Regions from separate parts of the Triticum aestivum genome. Here region 2 is linked to region 1. The links are chromatin contacts, called in public Hi-C maps. All regions are on one chromosome and are shown on one strand. The core of a region is the stretch at or near the end of the contact, and the rest is flanking DNA. Distances in the headings are between cores, read along the strand shown. Region 1 has its middle 13 kb from the start of LOC123159537. Region 2 holds the start of LOC123156041.

Region 1 (7,178 bases), core at 3,338-5,837:
TATAGCTTTAAAATATGTTTTTGAGATGTTGGAAATAAATGTCGTGACATCTTCAAAAAATGTGTTCTTATTTTTTTTTAAATCAAACCATTGAAAAATATGTTCAAACATTTCAAGAAAATTTCTTCACATTTTTTAAAAATAAATTATACAACTTAATGAAATGTTGGCTTGAATTTCCAAAACAAACATCCATTTAATAAAATGGGTGTGACATTTACGAAATATTCACATGTTCTAAGAAAAAATTGGGACATTCATAAAAAATGTATATACAATGTATAATAATTATCTGGTAATGTATAAATTTTTTACAATTCTTAAAAATGTTTGTGACATTTGAAAAAATTGTTCATGCATTTTAATAAATATGCTCATGAATTTTTCCAAAACAATTATTACATGCTATAAAAATGTCCGCTAATATTCAGAAAATGTTTTATATATTTCAGAAAATGTTCATTGTGTATTTGAAAATATTTAAAATTATAAGAAATATGTTTCCCAAAAATGTTTTCAAAATATGTTAATCATTTATTTAAAACATGTTCAACATGTACTAAAACTTTTACAAGTGTAGATAAAAAATGTACAGACTTTATTGAAAAGTCGATACGTGTTTCAAAAAAATATAAGGAAAAATAATAAGTGGAAAAAAATAAGAAATAAATAAATCCCAAAAATTGGAGAAAACAGTCAAAAAGGGAAACACAAAAAGTGAACCAAAAAATATGATAAGATCAGTAAAAAAATACAAAAAAACTAAATATGACAACAGATGAAAACCACCACAGAATATAGACAAAATGAAAAAACACACAAAACCCGGTGATAGAAGCTACCCTGAAAAAATTCACAAAACCCGGTAATAGAAGCTTCGCGCAAAACAAGCGCATTTTACTGTCTTATATAGCGCCCGCGTTGAAGGGCTGGAATATGAAGCGTGCATTTCAGGCCGAAGTACTGGATAAATCATTGTGAAAATTTCCATGACATGGCGCGATGGTCTCAAGGATAATGTATCATTTAATTTTTTTCGAAACTTTTCAGAAAAATGAAATAAATAGGAAAATTCAAAAAATGGTAGAATTTTCAAAATTCACTAGTTTTTTCAAAAATGATCATAATTAGAAAAAATCGAAAATAATCAAATTTTCCAAAAATTGTTCACTTTAACAAAATACTTGGAAAATACAAAATCTGAATTTCCAAAAAAATGTTCAAAAGACACATTTTCTTTACAAAATGTGTTTTCCATTTATTTTTATTCTCCAAAAAGTGATCACTGTTGTAAAAGTCATTTGTGTTGTACTAAATTGTTTGGATTTAAAATTATTCATAATTTAAAAATGTTCTTAGTTGAAACAGTGTTGATGTTTTCTCAAAAAATGTTCATTTTAATATAAAAATTAACTAAAAAATTAAAGGAAAGAAAAAAGCATTACTACATGAACAACACTGCTCACTGTAGAAGAGCGGTTTGCGATAGTGGCTCGCTGATGGACCAGCCCACTCGACGATGCCGTGTGCATAAATCTAGTTTTTTTTTTGACACAACGAGCATCCTGTAAGCCAAAATCACTAGTTAAGGAGTACTCGTTGCAAAGATCACTCTCATTTTCCTAGGTTGCGACAAGTGGTGCCTAGATGTGCGCCACTTGTCACAACCAGGGAGTTTTTCCTTTTTCGTAGATTCATTTATTCAAAAAGTTTTATCTTTTAAATCGTGCGTCAATGAGCATCCTATAAGCCAAAATCACTAGTTAAGGAGTTCAAATCTCGAACCATTTTCACCATTGGATTCCTCGCGTCGAGATCTTTAAAATTAGATCTCATGTTGATAGGTTTTGATGAACTTTTTTTCACAAAAAAAACCAGACGAAGAAACCGAACCGAAAGCATGAGGTTTTTCCTTTCCGAAAGAGGCGCGCCCGTGCCTCTCACGGAATCAGAACAATACCTCTCGTGGAAGCAAAACCGTGCCTCTCGCGAAAGGATAAAAAAAAGAGAAAACACAGCCATGCCTCCCGCGGAAGCAAAATCGTGCCTCTCGCGAAAGAAAGAAAAAACAGAAAATGCATTTTTTTGTTTCCGAGAGGCACGGTCGTGCCTCTCGGAAGCAAAACCATGCCCCTCATGGAATGAAAAATATAGAAAAAACTTCTTTTTCTGTTTCCGAAAGCACAACCGTGCCTCTCTCGAAAGCAAAACCGTGCCTCTTGCGGAAGGAAAAAAAATAAAAAACACGTTTTTTTTTAGTTTCTGAGAGTCACGGCCGTGACTCTCGCGAAGGCAAAACCGTGCCTCTCGCGGAAGCAAACCCGTGACTCTCACGAAATAAAAAAAAATATGTTTTTTCGCGCAACAATTTTTTTTTTTTGAGAAAAAAAATTGTTCCAAAAGTTAAGGAAGACCGATGAAAAACCGAAACATCGAAAAAAGGGGAAAACCGTTTAAAAAGCCAAAAACATGTGCGAAAAAATAAAATAAAAATAGAACAAAATTTGAAGAGAGCGACCAAAGCGCGACACGTGGCGGGCGGCTGAGAGCGTGCCAAATGACGCTGATCGTTGTAAGCCTTCCGAAGGAGCACTGTTAACTAGTTGGTCTACCTGTAAGCACTCCCCGAAGCATCGGCAATTATACTTAATTTGGATTGAACGGGAATTACCCCAAACAATTATCCCGGCCAAGAATCTCAAACAGGGTCGTGTGTTTTGAACACGGCCTACGGGCCACGTCTCCTCGCCTCTGTGACGTGCTAATCGGCCGGCCTTTTGTTCCTACGAACGTTAGTCCGTTCATTCATTTTGTTTCTTTTGTTTTTTTCTTCTTTAAATTTTTGTTTGTATTTTCAGAAAATATAGATATTGTAAAATTATAGTTTTTACAAGTGGTCATCGCACATTTAAAAATGTTCATTTAGTGTAGAAATAATGTTTGCATAACTTTTTGAAATGTTGATAGCATTAAAAAAAGTTACGGCATTTATAAAAAGTGCACGTATTTAATCAAAATATGTGACATTTAAAAAAGGTATGTACATAATGTAGAAATTATTTGTAATATTTTTCAAAAGTATTCTGTACCATTAAAAAAAATTCATGCATTTCAAGAAATGTTCTTCACATTTTTTTTGGAAACTTTTATATAATTTTTGTTTTTGCAGAAGTTAAAAAACTGTACCGTCGAAAAAAATGTACGTGACATTTAAAAAATGTCCGCAAATTGTAATAAAAATGTTCATGACGTTTTTAAAAATCCTGCATTTGAAAAAAAATCTAATCACATTTTTAGAAAATTTCATCACATAGTAAGAAAGTTGCCTAATATAATAAAATAAGTTAAACGTGCATTTCAAAATGAATTAAAATTTATTCAAAGTAAATGTTTCAAACAATGAATTGAAGAAATGGTAATCGTGTATTTTTTTTAAATGGCTAACGTGTATAAAAAAGGTGTTGCGTGTAGATAGAAATGTATGACATGTATTAATAAAGTCGACATGTTTTCGAAAAAGAGAACAATAATGTAAAAACGTGAAAACTGAAGGAAATCGACAAAAACATAGAAAAATGAAAACCAAAGACAAATAAAAATTTAAAAACAAACCAAAATGAAAGGAGAAATTAAAATAAAATCCAGAATCATAGAAAACTGAAAACCGCAAACCAATGAAACCCAAGATAGAAAATACACACAAAAAAGTTTTAGTAAGTACTCCCTCCGTCCCACAATATAAGACATTAAGCGTCTTATATTATGGGACGGAGGGAATATTGGATAAATCACTGTGAACAACATCACGAGATGGCGCGAGCTGCTCAGGATGATGTGTCTTACGGTCAGACTTTTATTCTATTTTATTTTCGGGGAAGGATCGCGTGCATTGATTCTTGAACTGCGAAGGTTGCTGGCACTCCCCCTGGACATTTGATTTGTACGCACACACTTTGGAAAGCGCTCCACTGGTTCGTCCTGAATTCAGAGCAGGTGACATCCAGAGTTGTAGTTGTGTGAGGTAATCCAACGAGCTGTAACGATTTTTCTGTAGAAGAAAAAAAGCACATGTTTCACTCTCTTTTTTGTTTTGCGAATGAAACGTACACAACCAATTCAGATACTGGCAGGCCGAACTCTGACATAAAACATCGTTAAAAGAGCCTCTGTCAGAAAGCTCTGGTCTGTTGACAAGGTGATCTTGCGAATGATTCGACGAAATCCCAAACTTGCTTTCAGTTTGCTTCCGGTCTTCTTAACCCACAGCAGATGCAGGGCAGGCTTTAGCCCAGTATAGTAAGAAAGGGCCAGCATGGCCCATCAGCCCGTGTTGCCGCTGCCGCTACCGCGTTCACACGCACGCACCAGAAAAACTCTGCGCGACCGCGACCACCTCCCCACGATCCACCGCCCGCCTCCGTCCCCGTCAGCCGCCCACGGCGCACCACCGCCCCCACGCCGCGGCCAAGGCTCCGGCTCCGCCGCCCACCGTCCAAACCTCGGGGTTTCCGCGCTGCCACGCGGCACCAGGTCCCGCCACGGGGTCGCTTAACGTGGACGACCACGACCAAGCCCTCGTCAGGGTCGTCGCTTATCTGAAGACGCCGTTCCCACGCTGCCTTTTCTTCTGGTCGGCGTCCAAGTCCAAAAGCGCTATCCCCTTGGCTCGGGGTTTTGGATCTACGTAACTTTTTATTTTGATGGGGATGTAACTTACTAGCAAGAGGAAAAGGGACGGCCTGACGCGATCTGTTGTGCGACGCAGAGTCGGTTAATCTCCAGAGAAGAAACAGGAAGGGAAGAGTCGACTCGGATGGTTGTAATCTTCTTTTTTCGAAATGATATGGACGCGTAATCTTTGATTGTGGAGACTCGGGGAGGGCAGGGTGCCGCTTGGGGCGATTTGGCGGTGGGCATGGTCATGTCGGCCGCTTTGGCGCATCCGGCCGGCCGTGTCCCCCGTTACTAGGGTTCGCTCAGCACACATCACGCACCCCGAGATACCATCTCCTCTTCGAGATGGTGCAGCAGCTCCCGCTCTTCTTTCGGTGCAGCTTTCGTTATCACCGAGATTTACCGCTGGTACGAGCATGAATACTCTTTTTTTAGGACTGTATGTATGAACATGAAGGTCCAGCTTATTTCTCGTTCACTTGGCACTACGAAGTACGAACTGTGCATTCTTTTGCATCGAGAGTCCTGTAAATATAAGTAGCTTTGGACAATTCGATGTAATAACTATCTTTAAAGCAACTGTCATATGGTCCGTTTCATTATCTGTAAATACAATCCGTTTGCAGATTTTTATTCATGACATTTAAATCTTTAAAACAACATCAAATTTGGACATGCGTTAAACAAGTTTAAATTCAAATTTTGATATCATAAACTTGTACTCCCTCCGTTCCTACATATAAGTCTTTTTAGACATTTCAAATGGACTACAGCATACATCCTTATGTAGACATATTTTAGAGTGTATATTCATTCATTTTGCTTCGTATGTAGTCACTTGTTGAAATCTCTAGAAAGAATTATATTTGGGAATGGAGGAAGTATGAAATATGAGATGATACAATAATGATACCGAAATGAACCAATGATGAAAACATGCAAAAAGGGATTGTAATAAATCCTAGTGAAAGTTGTATAAAATCTGGGATGAAACATTAAAGATCTGTGGAATGAAACAACAACGAAAACATGCTAAAGCGAGTATATGGAAAAAAATTGAAAACTTATCAAAGTGCATTGACACAGAAATGAAATCATATAAAAATATGTGAAAAGAACAGTTTTAGAGCCCAGCCCAACCATGCAAGACAATGTAACAAAATGATATGAAAACTTATTTGACAACTCTGAAAATAGAAATGAAACCTGAATGAAATAGTACTGAAATGCGAAATGAGCATATAAAATACGATGAAAACACGTGAAACGGTTCATATAAATTTCAATATACTTTTGTAATTTAAATTTGATTTTTTCAAACGTGTTCAAAATTGATCTTGTTTTAAAGATTTAAATATCGTGAATACTAATCCAAATGGTTTGTCAATATGATATTTGGTTCAAAAGATATAATTGATACTAACTATATAATCAAATGGAAAAGCATGGGTGGATGGGATGTAATGATACCTTTTTACTCGAAACATACCCACTAATCACTCTACTATGGGTTCTCCTCACTAGTTGTCCCATACGTCCTAGAGTTGCGTAAGAAAGTTAGATGGATTGAAGGAGAGAGAAAGTAGTATGATGTATATGTGTGAGACAATGCATGGTATAACAATTGATAGAGTAATATGTGCATACATCCCACAGAAAAGATGGACGGCAGCAACTTATCCGGTAGAAACCGATTACGCTAGAAAATCATTTCATGAACTTGGTATAGTGCCAAGCAACAAAATCATCAAGAAAATTAGCATTAAGGGGAGTCTGTAATATCAGGTGAGCGTCAACCGAAGAGAACACATCTCGGATTAGAATCTTGTCCCACTCTTCGCTATGGGGATTGACTTTAGACAACAGAATTACACTTCTCGGCGTGATAACTTTGTTGGTCGCACTCTTAGGAATCCAAGGATCTTTCCAGATATCAATTTGTGATCCCATCCCTACACGCCAAATACAACCTCTCTGGAATGTCAGAATACCAAGAACAATACTTTGTCAAGTATAGGATGAGACACTCTATTTCTCGCCTTTGGGACATTTCCATCTAGACAATATTTTGCGCTGAAAACACGTGCACAATGACCCAGGATTCTAGACTAGTTGCGTACATTGTTTTGCTAACATAGCAAGATTAAAGTTGTGAAGGTCTGAAACCCATACCACCCTTCGCCTTTGGAGTACACATTTTTTACTACGAAAACTAGTGCATTTTCTCCCCCTTATCACCGTCTCCCCACGAAAACCCAACAATCTCACCGGTCACACTCACAACTACTACCTTAAGTAATACTCCCTCCGTCCGAAAATACTTGTCATCAAAATGAATAAAAGGGAATGTATCTAGATGTATTTTAGTTCTAGATACATCTTTTTTTGTCCATTTTGATGACAAGTATTTTCGGACGGAGGGAGTATCTCCTTTCCATGCAAAGAGAACACTTTCTCCTTCCATCCCTTTAACCACTGGCAGGCGTGATCAAAAATATGCTGGA
Region 2 (7,178 bases), core at 1,795-4,294, 76 kb after region 1:
AGGGCTGCGTGCGGGCACGAACTTATTTTAGTTTTAATTAATGCTTAATTATGTTTTAAGTAGACTTTGGCCGGCGGTTGACCAACCCTATGGGTAATCAAGTTTCTATTATGGTTATATGTGCCACGTGTTTATCATTTTCTATTTTTTATACGTGTGTAAATTTGGGTCGGCCGTCTGTCCGCCTGGCCGACACAAACGGATAAAAAGCGGACAAACCGCGCGTCCGTTTGGGTTGCCCGGTTGGAGTTGCTCTTAGACCATCCACGGCCTCATGTTGCAAATTCGGGTCCTCAAACGTCCGCAGACACGTCCACGACGATGACTGAGCGCGACCTCAGATTTTATCATTTACAACCACATACCATATTTTCAAAACATCTATTATATGCAGGGTCATGCACAAAGATCATCCGTCCGTCTTTACCCGACTGGGGTGTCATAGCACATCAAAAATTGCTCATAGTTAAGTTGTTCACACCCGTATTAGTCCCATCTCGCCATGTGACGAGCTAGTCAACCGGTTTAAAAAGTTGGGTTGTCCAGAAGCGATAAGCTTCTGACATCATTGCATTTTTTGTTAAGAATATAGACTATCACTATGAATCTTCTATGTTAGTCAGGGTCTATCTCCTTGACAAGGAAACCATTCATGTAAGTATTTCTTTGTATGAATCACAATGTGTCGACGAGAAAAATAAAAATCTACTGTCATTGTAGTAGGGGTACATGAATGAGACGAACTTGACACTAGATGAACAATTATCAGTTAATGAAATGCAGTCTAGTGTCAAGTTATCTTACTCACGCGGCGAGAATTGATAGACCTACACAATAACATGGGATATGGGACTATTTTAGCCGGTCGGCGTCCACCTCACGCGAGGATATGGGACTAAAATTTGGGTGCACCGCTGAGAGAGGACGGAGTTTCTGTCGCTGCAGGTGGGCCCGCTACGACCTACAGCGGTGTCGGCGGACCCGCACGGGCGCCCCATATCCGCCTTATAGTTGGGTTGGGTATGAGGGATACTGGTCAGCCTGAGCGTTTGAGTCATCCGTTTGGGTCGATATTTGGTGACGAGGCCGTCTGCTCGGGCATTTAAGCCGGGTTTGGAGCGTTGAGCATCTACAACCACATATGGCAAATTCGGCCCCTCAAACACCCGCGGGGGCGCGTCTGCGGGCAGTGGCCGGGCACACCTCAAATTTCACTTGTTGCATTCGGACTTTTCATATTAGACTCTCAAATCCATGCAAAAACATGCAAACTAAAATAATCCTGCGTACTACGTCGATCAACTAGCTACTCGTCGTCGGAGATGTCGACGATCTCCGTCGGCTTCGACAGCATGGGCGACAGCTGTAGCTCCGGCTCCTCCAGCTGCTCCGCTCTGGCCTCCTCCGCCTCTATTTCCGTGTCGAGCTCGGCGAAGAGCTCGTCGGACTGCCCAGCTAGCCTTCACATAGGCCTCATCCTGGACGGACTCTAGGATGGCCTGCTGCTTGGCCATCTTGTCGGACTGGGCGACGGCGAACTCCGCCTTCGCCTGCTCCATGTTGAAGGCCGGCACCTGCTGGTCCAGCTCCTCCGCCTCCTCCACCTCCATCGGAGCCATCTCCTCCGGCTCCAGCGAGTCTGGAGGCAGCCCGGCAGCGATGCGGACGGCGCGCGCGGTTTTCCTTGTCCGGATCTGCCACTGGATCTCGTAGTGGCGCTCCATCATCATTGCATAGTAGGTGATCTTGCTCTGGACCATGGCTAATTGCCGGAGAGTGGACAGAGCGCCGGAGCAGGAGAGGGGGGGGTGGTGGATGGGCTCGGACTAGCGGTGCGGAGAGGGGGGAGGGATGGGTTAGGGTTGCGGGATGTCGGTCGGCTTAAATAGCCGGTTTTCGTCTTGCGCGGCGAGTCGGATCGGCGCCACGCGGCGTTCACACCACATCGATGGACTGGAGTCTGTCGGATCGCCGGTTTCCGGTCGTTTTTGTGTGGGGCCATGCCGTCATGCCGACGTGGCAGGCGTGTCCGGACGCCTCATATTCGCCCCATGTTTGGGCTGGATTTGGAGGGTGCCGGTCAACTCGGACGTTTGAGGGGCCGTCTGAATCAAAAAATCATGACCGGACGGTCTGTCCGAGCGTATGAGGTGGGTTTGAGAAGTCCGGTTGTAGATGCTCTTAGAGTTCAGCTTTGTGTTAAGTGGCGCTGGCCATTCTCAGATCTGCTCTCGCACAGGGCTTGTTCTGGCCTGCTCGTTTCCTGACGACGACGAGCTGCTCGGGATGCCGCTTGACGCGTGGCTACCTGCGCGCTTAGTTTATGGCCACCCTCTGGTGTTTGTGGTCTGCGTGCCTCTCTTTCCCGGACAGCACCACAGGAGCATGAGCCCGCTGGACACGCGGCAACAAGGGGAGGCACCAGACCGAACCTATGGCTCCAGCGGACGAGAAAAGCTCATCGGTGGCACACCAGCGATATACGAAGCCAATGTCGGCACCGGTGTGCAGCATCAGCAAAACCGCCTCGCCTGCATGGCCATGACAAACACGTCGGCCCATATGCATCATCATCTCATGCGCCATGCCTTCACCCAGTACACACAGTGGCGTACTATACTCCCAGATCAAGAGAGGTCAACAGGAGCACGCACTGGGCAAGCTGCAACGTGTCTGTCCATCAAACGAAAGCGGCCAACATAGTCACACCCACGAGCACACGAGCGGACCCCCGCGGCTCGTGCAGCAAACCGACACGGAGTACTAGCAGTAGTACGTACAGTACAGTATATCGTAAGTACAAAAAGAATACAACCCTAGGAAAAAGGAGTACATAAAAATTACCGTATTTTATTATCGTGCCAGCGCTAGATATGCACACGGCACACAACGGGACACATGGCGCATCCCCTTTCTCCCACGATTTTTAATTAATCCCAGCCTCCCACCCCAAAAAAGTGATCTACCAATCCGGTCCACGCCGAGTTTAACCCATCCCCATCCACCGTCGCTCGCAGTTGCTCTCACCGCATCGCGCACTGCTGTACTACTGATTCAGCCACTCCGCGCTCCGGTCCGATATAACCAGCGGCCGCGCCGTGCTCTTTTCCGTTCTGTTCTGTTAGCGCAGCCCGCCGAGAAAGCCCGCGCCCGCGCCCGCGCGGATACACAGGAGGACAAGTTGGAATTTATCCCCACCTCCGGCCGTTCCGCGCCGCGCCCCACGTGATTCCGCGGCGGCCCGAAACCTAGGACGGCGGCGGCGACGATGGCGAGCAGGGGGACGGCGGACACGGGGAGCCCGAGCGCGCGTTTGGCGGCGGCGGGGGCGGGGGAGGAGGAGGCCGGGGCGGGGAAGGTGAAGCTGCTGTGCAGCTACGGCGGCCGGATCGCGCCGAGGTCCGGGGACGGGGCGCTGCGCTACGTGGGCGGCCAGATGCGCCTCATCTCCGTGCCCCGCGCCGCCTCCTTCGGGGACCTCATGCGCAAGGTCGAGGCCGTCGACGAGTCCGCCGGAGCCGCCGGCGGGGTGCTCGTCAAGTACCAGCTCCCCGGGGAGGACCTGGACTCGCTCGTCTCGGTCTCCTGCGCCGAGGACTACGACAACATGCTGGAGGAGTACGAGAAGCTGGCCGCCGCCGCGCCCGACGGCTCCGCCAAGCTCCGGGTCTTCCTCTTCCCGGCCTCCGGGGGCGAGCCGTCCGGCTCCGGCTCGCACCTCGCCGTCGACGAGACCGGGCAGCGCTACATCGACGCCATCAACTGCGTCTCCGCGGACGCCGTCGCGGCCATCCGCCGCAGGGAGAGCGTCGCCAGCGGCGGCTCGTCCGCGCACAACTCCGAGGCCTCCGAGCCCGCCGGCCTCGCTGAAGGTATGTCGCCGCGGGCCGTGCCGCCCCCTTCCGTCCCGCCTGAATATTTGTATTCAGCTGGGAGCCACACCAACCATGCTAGTCCCTTTCCGCAGTCGCTAGGATTTAGTGCTGTCGCAGCGTCAGCTCCGGCAATGGGCATTCCGGCGCACAACCCCTTGTTGCTTAGGTCGGAGCCACAACCGCTGCAGCCTCATCAGGTTGCCTCCTATGCGCCGCCGCATCAACCGGCTCCGGTTGCCTCTTATGCACAGCATCAGCAGCCGGCTCAACAGGCTGCCTCTTATGCGCCGCCACTTCAGCCTCAGGTTGCCTCTTATGCGCCGCCGCAGCAGCCTCAAGTTGCTTCTTATGCGCCGCCGCCGCAGCTGCCTCAGGTTACTGCTTATACTTCGCAAATGCCACAATCATACCTAGAGCCTCAACAAATCCAGTACGTCAATGCACAGCAATTTGGTCTGCATGGTGTATCTCAGTCCGCTAATCTGATGCCTGCGCACATGAGCCAGTATGTGCCCAGTACTCTGGGAACAAACTCCATGGCGACCACGGGTGCCCAAATTGGTGCTTTGAGGCCTGTTTCTGCAGGTACAGAACGTGTTCTGGAGAATCTGCATTTCACAAGACCAATGCAAACTGCAGTTGATCCGAATTACAGGGTACTGCAGCCACTTTCAGAGCTTCCTCCTCTGCCTCATACGACTTTGCAGGCAAGTGATGCTCAGAGATATGGCGTCCAGACGGTACTCACAAGCACAGCAAGCTCACCGGTGATGATGAGCTCGAGGGCATTCCCAGTGGTGGTAAGCTCAGCTACTGTGCCAGCAGTGAGGTACGATGATTGCACGATGTGCCAGAAAATACTGCCGCATGCCCATTCGGATAACATGATACAGGAGCAGGGAAATCCTCGCGCACTGAATTATCCTGATGTTAGTCCAGTGTTTTACAGCCTCCATCAAGAGGATGCAACCAAACAACAGGTTCCAGCTGCAGTTCCAGTAACATCTGCTAATTACATATCAGAACCCAGAGCTGAGAGCACAGCAGGGATGATGGCCCAGTTTGATCCAAAACTTTCTGCCAGAAATCCAGCAGTTCAAGCAGAACCATCTCAAGATGCAGGAGCGTTGGTTCAACCCACCATGGTTACTGTACCTCTTTCCAGTATACCTACTTCAAATGGAGTTTTTGTAGGGCAGCCTCCGCACACGCTTGCTGAAGATTTTCTCATGTACCAACGTCAGCAGCAACACCCTTACAGTATGCAGCCATCACAAGTCCTGGCAAATGGAGTCAGTAGCAATCCACAAGGGATTGATGCTAGTGCATTTAAGAATTCAAATCATCCAGTAGCAGAACCAATTGGAGAATATGCCCATGATGTTCCTCATGATTATGTCAGAGCTATCGATGCTCGGATGCAAGGAATTCAGTTAGGTCCTATTGCGCCTCCAGAATCTATTGTGCAAGGGAAGTCAGCTATTCCCCATGGTGCTGCTGGCGATGGGATAGTCGAGAAGCCACCTGTTATTATTGATGGCAGTCCCATATACAAATCTCAGGCTGGAGGTTATCACATGGGCACTAGCAATGCTTTTCCTGTTCCTTCTTTTATCCTAGATGACAATGTTGTGAGACATACTGAACAGCCACCTCCCTCTCGAAATGTTGGTGCCAACAACGTATATCCTGAGATTGTCCAGCAGCCAAGTATGTTACTCAAGAACAACCTTGGTGTGCCCATTGAACATCCTGTTCCGAGCGAAAGATTTCTTGTGAGGCCTGCTTACTCTGGTGTTCAGTCTCCTGCTGGACCTCCTGCACATCATCCTGGGGAAATGCTGAATGGCATGGTTTCCGCTCCCTATAATGTTAGTAGTCAAGTTGTATTGCAGGCTGCAGCTAGTACTGATTGTGTCGAAGCTACACGTGAACCAGCTTACACAGAATCTCTTTTCTCAAACCAGGATCCTTGGAAAGCAATTGGAAATGCTTCGGCAGTACCTCCAACATCAAACATGTTGGCTAAGGAACATGTTCTTTCTGGAGATCCATATGTGGATGGCCATGTTCCTGCAATTACAAGTTCAAATGCCGCCATGTTATTAGAAGAAGGCAATCTTCCACTCATTCATGACCCTACTTTCAAGGATATATATCCAGAACCTGCACAAATAAGCAAAGGTTGGTACAGTATACTATCTCATCGTATATAATTTGGTTTGCACTACAGACTAAACTGTTACATCCTTTTAAGAATTGATATGAACTAACATCAATATTTTTCTCGTCATTTGATTTTGTCTCTGAAAGGATATGGAGAAGAAATTGTCAAGCGTCAGTTACAAGCTGTCGCTGAAGGTGTGGCAGCATCTGTTCTGCAGTCACCATTTCCTGAAAAACCAACTGAATTTTCTGGGGATCACAAAGATTTGCCTGGAGATGTATTTGATCCAAAAAATGAGGTTGGTGGCAATTCTTTCTTTTCTTTGTAGTTCTTTGTACTTTGATCAATTTTAATACTTATTTATTTATTTTGTTCAGGATGCGCCGAGCAAACAGTCAGACAAAACAAGCCAAGGAGTTCCAGTTCTAGATGACATCGATAACCTTCAGGTTGTTGACAATTTACAAGTTGATTATATGTGCGCTTTCCATACACTTTTAAATACACACATCACCCTTAACTACGCGTTTACAATTGCAGATAATAAAGAACAGTGATCTTGAAGAATTGCGTGAACTAGGTTCTGGAACCTTTGGTACTGTTTACCATGGAAAATGGAGAGGTTCTGATGTCGCTATAAAAAGGATAAGCGATCGGTGTTTTGTTGGAAAACCTTCTGAGGAACAGCGCATGGTCCGTGTTAAACTTATGGCCGCTTCTTTTCAATCTTCAGTTTATCTCGCTCTAACTTTGTTTCGTACCTGCAGAAAACTGATTTCTGGAATGAAGCTTGCAAGCTTTCATCGTTGCACCATCCAAATGTCGTTGCTTTTTACGGTGTTGTTCTGGATGGACCAGGTGGATCTGTTGCAACAGTCACTGAGTACATGGCTAATGGTTCGCTTCGACAAGCATTACAAAGACATGAAAAGTATGTTCTATCTGTTTTGTGCAAATAGATGATGTTTTTCATATGGTGACACTTTTAATATCAGTTTCTTCTGTCAGCAGGATATTCGATAGGCGTAGGCGTCTACTAATTGTGATGGATGTTGCATTTGGCATGGAATATTTGCATGGGAAGAACATTGTGCACTTCGACTTGAAGAGTGATAATCTGCTCGTCAACCTAAGAG

Evidence for each region. Hi-C and Micro-C count contacts between places; a contact is called where the count stands out from the background.
Region 2: a contact with region 1 is called in a Hi-C map of leaf, with 7 times the contacts expected there. The contact joins the promoter of LOC123156041 here to the enhancer-like site in region 1. A contact is called at or near these places in 5 of 5 Hi-C or Micro-C datasets (leaf, root and an unstated tissue) and 1 of 1 datasets of contacts at active chromatin or transcription factors (leaf).

The regions. Positions count from the first base shown.
Region 1 is chr7B:49,347,159-49,354,336 of IWGSC CS RefSeq v2.1, forward strand. No RefSeq gene overlaps it. Among protein-coding and RNA genes, the nearest start is that of LOC123159537, 13 kb to the left of the region's middle. Within about 2 kb of position 4,588, at least 6 of the 8 cell types and tissues checked have an H3K27ac peak or open chromatin away from gene starts, as enhancers often do. A contact at or near this core is called in leaf and root, where this site is marked.
Region 2 is chr7B:49,424,492-49,431,669 of IWGSC CS RefSeq v2.1, forward strand. LOC123156041 reads left to right here and starts at 3,045. Exons shown (of 10, transcript XM_044574209.1): 1 at 3,045-5,746; 2 at 5,843-6,059; 3 at 6,189-6,340; 4 at 6,420-6,491; 5 at 6,583-6,735; 6 at 6,810-6,973; 7 at 7,054-7,178. The coding sequence starts at 3,269.